Linked DNA regions of Pelodiscus sinensis: region 1 is linked to region 2. The links are chromatin contacts, called in public Hi-C maps. All regions are on one chromosome and are shown on one strand. Each heading gives the region's core, a stretch centred on a gene start, on an enhancer-like site or on the middle of the called end of the contact. The rest is flanking DNA. Distances are from core to core; before and after follow the strand shown.

Region 1 (7,242 bases), core at 2,447-4,946, 130 kb before region 2:
GGACAAACATCTCAGACACTTCGCCAAAGGATTAATGCCCACAAAACAGATATCAGACAAGATCACAAAGAGAAAACAGTTTCTTGCCACTTTAACCAGAAAGGACACTCTCTAAATGACTTAGCCACCTGCATTCTGCTACAAAGACCTTTTACATCTGCACTTGAAAGGGAATCCTCTGAACTGTCATTCATGTTAAAATTCGACACTTACCAACAAGGACTTAACAAGTCTTTGAACTTTCTCACCCATTACCAAGACAGTTTCCCCAATTATCACCTGTAATACCATTAACTCACAAACATCCCACTCTCCCTACCTTTAATATCAGCAATTCACAGACACTTACCTTCCTTCCTCCCCCCCCCCCCCCCCCCCCCCGCATCCCCCTTCTGTTCTGCAATGTGATTTGTCCTTTTCATATTTGTTCATTTTTTTTAAATTGTATCCTTTGGTATATATGGTTGTGACTACTTTCTTCCACTATTTGATCTGAGGAAGTGGGTCTGGCCCACGAAAGCTCATCATCTAATAAACCATCTTGTTAGTCTTTAAAGTGCTACATTGTCCTGCATTTTGCTTCAACTACCCCAGACTAACACGGCTACATTTCTATCACTAGAACACTAGGTGTCACTAGCTTAAAACATTATGTCTGCAGACCATTAGTAGCTTGGTGAAGATTAGCTGTTCTAAATTAGGTTTTACATTAAATGCACTCTGATCACTAAGTTCCAAGACAGCCATGCGACTCAATATGGTAACAGTATGTTAAAATTCATAAGACTCTCGATTTAAGTTGTACAGTATTATGGGGCAAGTGATTATGGTACACTGTGAAATTGCCACACAATGACCTCTCCATAAAGCAGGTTTTGAAGGAAACAAGAAACATGGAAGACCAAGTCTAATATTTACCTTTACAGTTTTCTACATGCCGGTATGCTTCTCAAAGCCCTCAATAATAAATATTATGTAGAAGATTTAGGAGTACCTTTTAAATATGCAAAATTCTGTGATCAACAAGCCACAGACATTTTCATATTGAAGATTAGCATTTCCAACTCCAAATGACAAGAACCTATTTCCAATACTTCATAAGAAGTGAACAAATCAGTAACTTTCTGACTTGTAATACATTAATTCTTTAAGGAATGGAAATGAGTGAGAAATAACAAAATTGCACTGAACCACAGCTTCCCAGCTTCCCAAAATGAGCTATGAAGAGAAGAGCTGAAAGAGTACAGACTATAGCTGTCTTCACAGTTCCAATTCAGTCTTACAACACTAATCATCCAGAATGTGTCAGTTATTGTGACCCCAATTCAGTATCAAGACACCATTATTCTAGGCACTCTGCAAACACTCGTAGAGTCAGCCTTTGCCCCCAGAAAACTTTCAGCACAGGTTATGCCAAGATGCAACAGATGGATAAGACACAGGGGAGGTGTGATAATCTAGCAGTACTAGTTTCCCCAATTAGAATCTCTCTAAAACGTTTATGTTGTTACGGCAGCTTCCTTCCTAGCAGTTCTAAAATGTCTTCCTTAGTGCCAACCCCCAGTATTTAAAAAGTTGTGAATCAGGCCCCCCAAAAATCAAGAGTTTGGCTTTAAAGTATTTGGTTCTTTATTTCTTTTCAGAGTTTTTTAGCAGTTTGTGAAAGCTGTGATTTTCCATAGACTACAGGGGGCAGTGTTTTAAGTAAACCATCACAAATAGATTCACCTTAACAGCTGGCAACACTGCAGCCTTTTCTTAACTCAATACACCTGCTAATACAGCATTTGTAGAGTCAGTTTATCTTTAAGAACTTAAATTGATGAAAAACCATCTTACTTTGTTGCCAGGGTGCTAAACAGGCACACAAGTGACCCAACATCCTTATTCCTAACTCATCACACATAAAATGAATTGACATTTGGGGAAGTGGAGGAAGAAAGGTTATCTTCAATGTCTGACTGTTCTCGGTACATCTACTTATAGGATGTATGATCCGTATCTGTTGGGAGAATTGGGAATGAGAAGGAAGGTTATCAATAGACAGATACATGAAGAGATTTTCAGAGGCAGTTGAAAATACTGCCTCCATCTCACATTTTGCAAATAGTTAGCTAGATTGTTACAAGATGCCTATCACTCTGGTCTGAGGCATTTATAAAAATGCTTTTTGGTGGCTTAACAGTCATACTTCACCCCTCAAATACCATAGTTCAAAACCAAAATTCTGTTTTCTCCTGGGCAAGGCAGATGATATAGCAGACACATTTTGGACAGTCCTGCCTCTATGTATTTCCTCAACACTGACCAAGCTAATTTTAATCACTTTATTTATAGAAATCTCAATCAACAGGTACATTTTTTTTAACCTCTTTGGACAAAATAGAGGTCAGATCCACAATATGCTAATGCAGCCACACACACACACACAAAAAGGATCAAGAGAAAAGCCAGGCATAAAAGGGAAAAAGAAGAAGAAAGAGACACCACAGAACCTGCTATTGTCTATCTTGCAGTGAATGGAGGCTTTGAAGCAGCATTTCTGCACTGGGACGTTCCTCTGCATCAGATCTCCAGCAACTACTGATAATGGTCTCAAGTCTTTGGCCTGAGACTGTCTCAGAGAAGATTGCAGCAGCCAGAGAAGGACGCAAGTTATAGGCTACCACCGCATAGAGCACATATTGGCGCTCACCCGAGTAAGGCTGCTCACGGGTAACCATTTGCCAGAAGGTGATAGCAAAAGAATAAATGTCTGCTTTGGGTGTGACCCTCTCCCCTTTGAGAAGCTCAGGGGCACGGTGGGTATATGTGCCCCCCTGCTGGCAAAGCTGGGGACCTGGGGACACACTATTCTCCAACTTTTGGGAGCACCCAAAGTCTCCGATCTTGCACACACCCTGCTCAGTGATGAACACATTAGCAGGCTTCAGGTCCAGGTGCACAATGCATTGTGAGTGGAGGAAGGCTAAACCAGTCACAATGTCAGAGCAATAAGCCAGGGAGTCAGTTATGCTTAGGGGTTCTCTGCCACACCCATCCCATTCATCCTCTCCCTTTCCCCGCAGGCAGCCCATACCATAGATGACATGGTGGAGGGTAGTGCGGCCAGTATATTCCATGATTATGGTGCCCAGGCTGTCTTGGCTGGCAGGAGCACAGGTGCTGGCAGCTACAACACGTACCACATTGTCATGGAGGAGGCGGGCCACATTCAGTTCAGCCCAGAAACTTTGCCGTGATGCCAGCCGGTTTTTGCTGCACTTCTTCACCTGCTTCACAGCCACCGTCTCCCCACGGTAAGTAGCCTTGTAGACGGCCCCAAAGCCCCCAGAGCCCAAGGGGTGTAGTAGGCACAATTGATCCCAGTCTATAGAGCACCATGCCAGGCGGGGAGGCAGCCGACGAGCCCTCGGCGGCGGAGTTCCCCCCAAGAAGAGTTTTCCGCCTCTACCAGGGAGTACCAGGGGACTACTGCAGGGCCTCAGGTCCAGAGAAGGGGAAAACTCCAGGGAAAGAAAACTATTAAGAGGGCTAGGGGATGGCATAGTGAGATAGGAATAAGAACAAGAGCTGTATTTAAAAACAAAGAAAGAATGGCTAAGAGCCTCCTGAAAAAGAGGAACAAAGTAGTTGTTTCCAGAGCCTCTTTTATTCCCCCTCCTCTCTCCTCCCAAATAAGCTGCATCTGTCACCAAGTACCTGAACCCCAATCAGTTTCAGCTGCAAACACTTTTCTCCAACTCCAAAAGCAAATTCCACTCGAATCAAGGCTTTTAAAGAAAGCTCTTTGATACAAATGGGATTTAGGCTAAAATATGTCAACTCACATTATGAGATACTGGCCTTTTGTATTCATTTTTCTTCCCAGGAGAAAATGTTACTTCAAGTACCCCCAACTGACTGTCATTAGAAAATATCCCATGAGTGAATGGACTACAGTGACCAAGTAAAATGTTTCACTGTTGGCAAGAATGATAGTCACCAGGTGCATTAAACACCTCTCAGTTATTACTGGAGGAAGCAGTTGAAACTGAGAAAGCCAATACTGAGAAGTCTGTTAAGAGAATGATTGGTGGCAAAGATGGCTTCCCTATTTGTGAAATTACCTTTCCCTTCTCATGTCCTACTTGGTTAGTAAAGCCACTTTTGAGCTCATGATACAAGATAAGAGGCTGGTGCCCACTGACCTCAGTGGAAATATTTTCATTCAAAATATCCTAATGCTATGTCTTTGGGGCATGCTGCAAAGCCTGTCATTTTTTCCTGCTTTTGGTGAGGGACAATTATGATGATGGTGAAAGGGTGCAATGTGAGAAAGGAATAGGAATCTAGATTTTGTTGGGGAATTATAGATGTCGATAATAGTGCATTTAAAAAGTGTCAGGGCACCCTAGAATAGGGATCCCCACACTGTCAGCTTCCAGGGCCATACCACTCAGTCTTGCTCTAAGGGCAGAGCAGATTATAGAAAATGTCATTTTTTAACATAAATCTAAAGGGGGTAAGAGACTTTTTCCTACCCTAAAGAGCTTATAGATAATATAGACAAGACAGCAGAGGGTGAAAGTTGTGGGTATGATGAGGCAGAAGTGTGCATGATGAAGTAGATAGGAGCTTGGGGGGAAAAGCAAGAGGGGAGGAAGAGGCAGTGGAAAAGTAGGGAGAAGATGAAGTGTGAAGCAGCATGTGGCCAGGAGAAAGAGAATGGAGAAGTCTCTCTTACAGACTTAGTTTTGTCTTTGCTGCATCAAGTCCTGGAGTGTGCTTTATCTGTAGATGTGCGTACGTGCTTGTTGTGATTACGTTCCTTGGGAGACCATCATGTTCTACCACTGCAGTTCTATAGGCCAGTGAAAACAGTGTTTGCACCAAGAGCAATATATCCTGAAAGACAAGTGGCCCAGTGGTTAAAACAAGGATGGGCAACCTTGTTTGGGTCAGGGGCTGCTGACCCACAAAAAAGTCAGTCAGGGGGCTTCACACAAGTGAGAAGCGGAAAAAAACCACCTCTCATTGAGGCGGTCCCCAATGGGAAAGGGTTCTCCACATTTCCCTTGCACACCAGAGCCTTGCGGGAGGAGAGGGGGGACGACAGTCTAGTAGATTTTGTGCGCTCCAGCCCTTTTGAATGCTGCATGAGAGGTTTGGAGGATTATATAAAGGAATATTTAAATTAAGAACTGGTGCTGTCAAATGATTAAAAATATTAAACGTGATTCATTATGCTGTTAAACAGTAATAGAATACTGTTTATTTAAATATTTTGAATCTTTTCTACATTTTTAAATAGGTTGATTTGAATTAAAACACAGAATACAAAGAGTACAGTGATCACTATATTTATCTTTGATTACATACTGATGCTGTAAAAACAAAATAGTATTTTTCAGTTCATCTCATACAAATACTGTAGTTCAGTCTCTTTATCATGAAAATTCAATTTACAAATGTAGAATCATATATAAAAACTGCACTCAAAAAGAAAACAATGTAAAACTTTAGAGCCTACAAGTCCACTCAGTCCTACTTCTTGTCCAGTCAAGCACTCAGACAAACAAGTTTGTTTACAATTGCAGGAGATAATGCTGCCCACTTCTTGTTTACAGTGTCACTTGAAAGTGAAAACAGGCATTCTCATGGCACTATCATAGCTGATTTTATAAGATATTTACATGCCAGATGCACTAAGGATTCATTTGCTTCATGCTTCCACCATCTTTCCACAGGACATGAATCCATGCTGACGATGGGTTCTGCTTGACAATGATCCAAAGCAATGTGGCCTGATGCATGTTCACTTTCATCAGATGCTACCAGCAGAAGACTGATTTTCTTTTGGGGGGGCGATCGCAGGGGGGTGCATAGTGCAGTATTGCTCTGCACCTTGTCCCTTTCTGATTTTGGAAGGTACTTCAGATTCTTAAACCTTGAGTTGAGTGCTGTAGCTATCCTTAGAAATCTCACATTGGTACTTTTTTTGCATGTCAAATCTGCAGTGAAAGTGTTCTTAAAACAATCATGTGCTGGGTCATCATCCAAGACTGCTATTACATGAAATACATGGCAGAATTCATGTAAAACAGAGTAGGAGACATACAATTCTCCCCCAAGGAGTTCAGTCAATATTTAATTTAACACTTTTTTTTTTAAACAAGCATCGCCAGAATGGAGACATATCCTCTGGGATGGTGACTGAAGCAGGAAGGGACATTAGTGTATCTGGCGCATAAATACCTGGCAACCCCAGCTACAAAAGGGCCCTATAAACACCTGTTCTCACTTTCAGGCAACATTGTAAATAAGAAGTGTGCAGCATTGTCTCCTATAAATGTAAACAAACTTGTTTGTCTTAGCGATTGGCTAAACAAGAAATAAGACTGAATGGACTTGTAGGCTTTAAAGTGTATGTACATTTTGTTTCGGGTTTGAGTGCAGTTATTTAACAAAAAATCTACATCTGTAAGTTACTCTTTGACGATAAAGAGATTGCAGGAACTGAATGAACTAAGTTGAACTTGTATGAACTGAAAACTATTTCTTTATAATTTTTACAATGCAAATGTTTGTAATAAAATAATATAAAGTGAGCAGTTCTGTATTGTAACTGAAATCAATATATCAAAAATATTTAATAAACATCAATTGGTATTCTATTGTTTAAGTGTGATTAAAAGAGATTAGTCAATTATTTTTTAATCACATGCATTAACGGCCCTATTAAGAATATTCTCTATCTCAGCAATGAGAATTTCCCCTCTCATGTTATTCTTCCACTCCCCCCCCCCCATCTCCATGTTTCTGTTTTTTGGAGGTACTTAATGGCCACATCATGTTGAACTCAAAAGTCACTGCAGGCATGCAACACCTTTCTAAAAAACAAACAAACAAACAAGCAAAACTCGAACTTTTGGTTTTTGTGCTAGGAAAAGCATTAGCCTGAGGAACAGGAGGAATAACTTAAAGGGCACCGTCAACTGGAATTTCTTTACATCAACTCATTTAAACACAGTCCACTTTCTGGTTAAGCACCTTTCAAACAGTGCACTATTTTCTCTCTGTTATCCTTTTCAAAGTGATTTTATAAGGGATTTTCTGCTCTGATGTTGATGATTCAGGTCTTTCCACCTCCACTAACTTCTCCAATTTGCAGTTGTCATCGGTGTCACTTGCTTGTAGCGATGTTAGAGAACTATGTTTTCCACATTTTTTATGTTCCTTCATCTCTAAACATGAACACAC
Region 2 (7,455 bases), core at 1,398-3,897:
ACCACTTGAGAAAAAATTAGATACTTCCATGGCCCACAAGACAATAACTATCATCTCTCCTGGCTTTTTGCAGGTGAGCTACAGTAGTGGAAAACTATTTGTACCCCTTACAAATCAAACAAAACCCTTCCTCAAAATGAAAAGAGCTACATGTGTGTTAATCAAACATGCAGTAGAAACTCTAGTGCCTGACATGCACCCTGACTCTATAGTCTCAGGTGGTCTTAACTTAATGCACTGTACTCAATGCAGTTAAACATATGTTTAACATTTTGTTGGTTTACAACTTTATTTTACCATCCACAAACATATGGAATATGATTCTACTCTCAGCAAGATGATGAACCTGCTGTGCAATTCTAAGCTTAAGAATCAATATTTTACCCTCCCACTCCTCAGCTGAAGGTTCATTGTACTGGAGCTCAGAGTTTAATTTTTAGAACTAAGACTAAAAAGTTTTTAAACTTGGGATATTTCTCATTTGTGTTGCCACTGCCTTTTAGTTCAAGACTGCATGAATAACAGAAGGTGGATAGAGGTTCCTGTGGGAAATTGGGCCATGATGTCAGTGAACCCAGAATACAAAGATTTCCAGGGTCCTACAAGACCTCCACACACACACATAAAAAGCATGTCCTTTATTATACACTGCGACAACAGGGCTAGACAAATAATGCCTGATACAACTACAGTAAAACTCCAATTGTCCGGCATCCAGAGGTCCGGCACTCCCGATAGTCCGGCACCAACTGGAACCCAGAAGTGCTCCAGACAACCGGACAATTGGAGCTGCTCCGCACCGCTTCCCCAAGTCCGCTGTTGCCGCTGCTGAAACTGGCCAGCTGCGGACCTGGGGAAGTGGTGCGGAGCAGAGCAGCTGGGGTGCTACCTGGTTGGTCCCGCAGCGCCACCCCTCACCTGAGCGGCACTGCGGGACCAACCCGACAGCACCCCAGCTACTCTGCCCCAGGGCTTCTCCAAGTCCAGCACTGCTGAAACTGACCCCAGCTGCTCTGCCTGCCCGTCCCCAAGTCCGCCGCTGGTCAGTTTCAGCAGCGGCAGACTTGGGGAAGCTGAGCTGCTGCCAGGTTGGTCCTGCAACATCGCCCCTCACCAGCACCCAGTTCGCCCCATGTCATGCCATTCCCCTGGGTCCCAAAGGTGCCGGGTTATCGGAAGTCTGCTGAACTTGGATTCTTGATTCTCTGAGCAAAGTTCAGTAAAATTTAGCAAGTTGGTGCTCCCAGATTACTACATTAATGTTTTCAGGTAGGCCATGTCTACACTGACAGATGGAAAGCACTAGCAGTTACAGTACCACTCACTCAGGATATGTCCAGATTATCTTTCGAAAGAAGTTTTTGAAAGAATCTTTCAAAAACAAAAAAAAACTTCTTTTGAAAGATAGTTTAGACAGCCACACTTTTTTGAAAAAGAGATCCGCTTTTTTTCAAAGAGAGCACCCAGGCTACCTGGATGCTCTCTTTCAAAAAAGCCCTGTTTGTGGTCAAGAACGCCTTTTTTCAAAAGAGCTCTTTTGAAAAAAGGCAATCTCCCTCATAAAATGAGGTTTACCACTGTAAAAAAAACCTGCTGCATTCTTTCGATTTAATTTCGAAAGAATGCGGTGGCAGTCTAGATACAGGTGAAATTTTTTTGAAAAAAGTCCACTGGTCTGCTTCCTGATGCCCTGCTATGTTGCCTCTGATACAGCAGCAGCCCTTGTCTGTGGGGGCCGGAGCTACCTGCTGGGGGGGGGGGGAGAAGCAGGTGGCTCCCCATTCTTGCTCTTCATTTACAACTTGGACCAGCGGGCTGGGACTGAGCCAGCCTGCCCGCTGGAGTTTAAAATGCAAAGCGCACGGAGGAGTGGGGGGAAGGCTGTTGTGGTTATGTAGGGCGGTTAAGCCACAAGCAATGGTTTACCATTTCCCAGGTAGCCGCTAACAACCCTTCCCTGAGCCCTTCCCCGCTTCTGCAACAAACTCCCACCCCCCCCATCCAAAGTCCCTCTCGGAACCTTGGGCAGTTTAGAGGGGAAAGGGCGAAAAGAGCTTGAGTGGGGGAGGGGGAGGAGGCTTTTCTGCAAGCCTGCCGCCTCTCGAGGCCCTTGCCAGCCTCCCATCACCCAGCTTCCGCCCCCCTCCCCCTTCAAAAGCTCAGCCAAGCTGCTAACCGCAAGGCGTGTTTTGCCCGCCAGTCTCCAGCGCTGCCCGGCAGGAAGCTCCGGAGACCACCTCCCGCTTAGAAGTGGAGCGCGGGGCCCCAGCCTTCTCTCCCGGCCCGGGCACCGCCCTGCAGCCAGCCCAGCCGACTAACCCAAGCGAAGGCGGACGCGCCAGCTGCCCCGGGACACTCAGGAGCTGGGAACCCGGCCTCCCTGCAGCGCCCGCGGGACCGGCAGAGCCGCGCCCCCACTCACCGCGCGGGCAGCTCCCCGCGGCCGCTCGCGCTCCGGTGCAGACGCAGCAGCTCCCGGCAGCGGCCCCTGCTAAACGCCCTTCCCCGCCTCCTGCAGCGCTCGCGCTCCGCTGTGCCAGAAAATTCCCGGGAGCAGGCGCCACCCATCTCGGAGCGGGGCGAATCGCAGCCCGGGTCCCTTCCGCTCCGCGCGGGAAAGGGGGAGGGGAGCGTGCAGCGGTGGAAACGGGGAGGTTCCAGCCCTGCTACGTTGCCGTCCCCTAAGCCCGGAGCGGGTTAGACGCGGGGGAACAGGGGTTCCGCCCGCCCCTGGGGAGTTTGCCTCCTAGGGCGCATTGCACCAGTAGACGGATGCATCCGCACACAGCTGGCCGGTGCAACGACAGAAACACTATCCACCGGCAAGCGGCCCGGCTTGCAGCACCGACAAGGATCCGTGTGACAGTGGATCCGCGGCACTGATGACCGGGTTTGGGAACGCTGCCAGCCCTGATGCCCAGCCTGACTGCTCCAGGGCTACCAACGACCAGCCTCTTTTTCTATGTTCATAATTTTAAAAAGTTGGGGGGTAGACATTTTTTTTTTGGAGTATCTGGCTACATCATTTCCCTAGGTTTGTCGTGGTTGGGATTTGGTGTTTGGGGAGGGAATTTCCACCAACCGGAGGCTGCAGGAAGGGGCAGTGAGCTTCCGCCATGCTGCTGAGGGAAACACCATGGAAAACATGATCCCGTGGATCAAATGATACAATGATTCCTTCCTCCACCTTTCTGTCATGAACCTGCCCACAGAATCACACAAACCAGGAGAGCATTAGCGACAGTGAGCCGCCCCCTAACTTTTAAATATCACGTGGAGGCAGTCTTCCATCCATTCTTCACGCTCTCCCCCCCAATAAGGGCGGGGAGGAAGATAAAGGGAAAAGCAGTTCTTGTCACTCTCACACAGAGCTTGATAATGATTTACAAGGATTAAATCGAATCGATGTTGGATTTTTTAAAATTGCTCCCTTGTTTTTACAACACAGAGTTTTGTGGGTCCTTTAAAGACTCAATAACAGATTTATTGGGCATTTGAGGCTCAAAACCAGTTGGTCAGATGCAGGAAGTGGTTTTGACACAGGAAACTTTTGACAAAGTGGTTTTGATCTACAAAAGTTTATGCCCACATCAATCTGTTAGGGTATGTCTACATGGCATCTTCTTTCAGAATAAGCTTCCCCAGAAGAAATCTTCCGGAATAGCATATTTTGAAATTGCATGTCTACACACAAAAAAGCACAACAAAATAGCCATTTGCTATTTAGAAATAGACAACACTGATTGGACCCTATCTTACATTTAAGGTCACCCAGAACCAGTTCAGGCAGGCATTAAGTCAGCAGTCACTTCCTGGAGCTGCTGCTTGCGTTGCCTGCTTAAAGGGACCTCTCCTGTACAGCTGTTTCTCAAGTTATTCTGCTTGCTTGCCTATCTCTCTGAGGGACAGCAAATCATTGCCATTGTGTGCTTTGGTTGCCCTGCCTTTGGACACCACAGCACAACCCACTATGGAATCGGAGCTGCCTCTGGGCATGTGATGGCCCCTGACTGTCTTGCTGCAAAAGCTTCAGAGGGGTAGCCAAGTTAGTTAACTGGAGAAACTTAAAAAAACAATGAATAGTCGAGCAGCACCTTAAAGACTAACAAAACATGTAGATGGTACCACGAACTTTCGTGGCCACAACTCACAATGACACGTGGGTTGTGCCCACAAAAACTCATGATACCATCTACATATTTTGTTAGTCTTTAAGATGCTGTTGTGCTGCAGTTTCTGCAGGCTGCTCTCCAGGTCCTTCAGGAACACAACCCCGAGCTGCTTGAGGAAACCCTCAACATGCGTCTGGGACTGCAACTCTTTCAGATGCACCCTACCATGGAGTGCTGGTTCTGGTGGCAGGATACCAGTTCTGATTGGTGGGACTGGCTCGTCATGGAATGGTGGGATGACCAGCAGTGGCTCCAGAGCTTCCTTATGAGGAAGGAGACGTTTCTGGAGTTGTGTAACTGGCTCACCCCTGACCTCACACAATGGGACACGCAGATGCGGCCCTCCCATCCCCCCAGAGGGTCGCCATCACTCTCTGGAAGCTCGCAATGCAGGACAGTTACCAATCCGTTGGGAACCAGTTTGGCATGAGGAAGTCTACCATCAGGGCCCTTGTCATGCAGGTATGGTGCTCTTGGACTACAGTCCCGGGCGGGGGGAGGGGAGTAATGGAAAGGGGGGGCCATAGGGAAAGAGAGGGTGGGAGTGGCAGGGGTTCTGCAGTCCTGCCTTCACACAGCCCTGCGGGGGGGGTGAGGGGGGAAAGGGGACTTCATAGGGGCAGCTCCTGGGGTGTTTGTGGAGGGGGGAAGGAGGGAGAGGGATCAGGGACCTCCCAAGGGCTCTGGCACCCCCTTTGATTCTCTGTTTTGTTTGTTTTTTGTCTCCTTCTGCAGGTGGTGAGGGCTATCAACACAGTCCTGCTGTGCGGGGTCATCCACTGGGTGATGTGGACCCCATTGTCACTGGCTTTGCCACTATGGGCTTCCCTGGCTGCCGGGAAGGAGGGGTTATTCATAGCACCCACATCCCCATCCGGGCCCCCGACCACCAGGTATCACAATACATCAACCGAAAGGGATACTTTTCAATGATCCTGCAGGCCCTGCTTGACCACTGAGGCCAGTTCTCAGATGTCTTCGTTGGCTGGTCGGGGAAGGCATATGACACCCATGTCTTCAGAAACTCCAGCCTCTTTTGCAAGCTGGAGGCTGGCACTTTCCTCTCTGAGCAAAGCATCAGAGTTGGGGATGTGGACATGCCACTGTGCATTGTGGGGGACGCGGCCTACCCCCTCATGCCATGGCTAATGAAACCCTACACTGGCCACCTTGATCCGAGCAAGGACCACTTCATTACCCACCTGGGCAGGGCCCACATGTAGGCAGAGTGCGCCTTCGGGCATCTGAAGGCAATGTTCAGGTGCCTCCTGACTCGCCTGGATGTGGGGGAGCAAAACATCCCCCAGGTGGTGTCTGCATATTTTGAGCTCCACAACATAGTGGAGAGGAAGGAGGAGGCATTCCTTCCAGGGTCGGGGACAGAGGACGGACAGGAGGGAAGGGCCTTTGAGCATCTGTGCACAGCTGCCATCTGGCAGGCCCAACAGGGTAGGGGGTCTTAGAACCAAGGAGGGGAGAGGTGGGGGCTGAGAACCTTGGAGGGGGGGAAGAGAGGCTCAGGGCTGGGGCTGGGAGTGGCACATTGCTAAGGTGCTTCCTCAGCCTCATGTGCGGGGACCTCAGCAACCTTGGGGGTGGGGGGACCCAGGGAGTCTAGGGGGATAAGCGGGGGGAGGGAAGCTGGAGCAGGGTCAGGCATGGGAGCGGAAGCAGGACCGGTAACAGTCTGGAAAAGGAGCAGAAGCTGGCTCCAGGTGGGTCAGGAGAGCCTGGACGGTCACGCACATGTGTCCCTGCTGCAGCAACCCCATCAACATGTCTGTCTGCCACTGCATGTCATCCTGGACTTTCTGGGCCAGTGTCTCCAGCATGTCCTGGAGGATGGAGACATGCTCCCTCATGAGGTCCTCCTGGGCTCTCTGGCACCTGCGGCTCCCCTGGGGTCGGGCGGCTGGCTCAGGTGGCATAGCCTGCCCCAAAGTCATAGCTGGTCTGGCTGGAGACAATAAAGACAGAGGGTCAGTCAACCCTGGAGACACTCTCCCTGAGGCGTTGCCTTCATCTGTGAGCTGAGACCAACAGTTCCCAGGTCAGAAGAAGGTGTCCTGGGAGCAAGGCTATGTGTGACCTGGACAGCGGGCCCTGTTTTACAGAAGCCCAGATGTGCCCAGGGTACCAGGCTTCCTGCCTCCCCACATCACATGGACAAGCAGGCATGGAAATTTGCCGGTCACAATGGGATCTGATGGCGGGGATGGGGGCCTCGAGCTGCTTAGGCTTCCATCGGTGCCATACACACGTCAGCTCCAGCAGTGGTGGTATCCCAAGGGGAGAGACCTTGTATCCCTGGCCACTGGGTGACAGGGGACAAGGGTGTGTGTGTGAGCAGCAGACACATCTGCGCCTGGCAATGCTGTCCCCTCCTCCCCCCAGAGTGCATGCTGCCTCAAGCATGCAGGTGTGCTGTGTGCAGCACTCCAGTGAGTGTGTGTGGGGGGGCATCCCCCCGTTTCCCCCATGGGTAAGAAGTGTGACCGGCCTCCCCAGAGCCTGTGTGTAGGAGCCCAGGGTGCTCTGGTGCTGCCTCTTGAGGCTGTGTGGCGCAGACTAGCGCTGCACATGCCTCCACATGCACAGACTGTAGCGCGATGCCCAGGCCAAAAAGCTGAGCGATGATCACACCTCAGCCCCTCAGCACCTGCCACCCCCACCCTGTGTGTGTGAGCAAACTAAGACCATTCGCCTGATGATCCTTCCCTGGCCTCAGAAAATGCCTGAGACACATCCAGGCCGTGGGGTACCGGCTCCAGGGTGATGGTGGTCACCGTGCTGGCCGTGTCCTCCTCCTTGGCTGGGACCCCCAGGTGAGTGACAACGGGTGTCTCCAGCCCTGAGTCCATTACCAGAGGTGGGGAAGGGGAAGGGGAAGGGCCGCACTGCCTCTCAGGATGTGGTGAAGGGCAGAAGTGGGGTCCTACCCCCAAGTGTGAGCTGCGCTCCCTCCCACTGGCGTATGCCTGGTGGAGCTCTTTTTCTTTACTCTGGGCCTGCTCCTGGATCCAGGTATGGCCCTTTGTAACTAGGCTTTCATCCATCTGGCCATAAATATCAGCATTGCACCATCTGGAGTGGAGCTCCTGGAGGTTCTCTTCCTTACCTCACACCTTGAGGAGGGCCAGGATCTCTGCCCCAGCCCAGACTAGTGCATGCCTTTTGAGGTTCCTGGCAGGCTCCTGGGAGCACTCTTGAGTGCTCTTTGGGATGGAAAGTTCTGTCCACAGAAGGCGTTATTGCATCTACTCTGTCCTTTTTGTCTACACTG

The links. Hi-C and Micro-C count contacts between places; a contact is called where the count stands out from the background.
Region 1: a contact with region 2 is called in a Hi-C map of blood, with 4 times the contacts expected there. The contact joins the promoter of MOS here to the promoter of SDR16C5 in region 2. A contact is called at or near these places in 3 of 5 Hi-C or Micro-C datasets (blood, liver and an unstated tissue).

What each region holds. Positions count from the first base shown.
Region 1 is chr2:64,408,634-64,415,875 of ASM4963464v1, reverse strand. MOS (MOS proto-oncogene, serine/threonine kinase) reads right to left here and starts at 3,696. Exons shown (of 1, transcript XM_006126155.4): 1 at 2,314-3,696. The coding sequence starts at 3,548. The coding sequence ends at 2,499.
Region 2 is chr2:64,272,510-64,279,964 of ASM4963464v1, reverse strand. It overlaps SDR16C5 (short chain dehydrogenase/reductase family 16C member 5), which reads right to left and starts at 2,647. Exons shown (of 7, transcript XM_075920665.1): 1 at 2,423-2,647.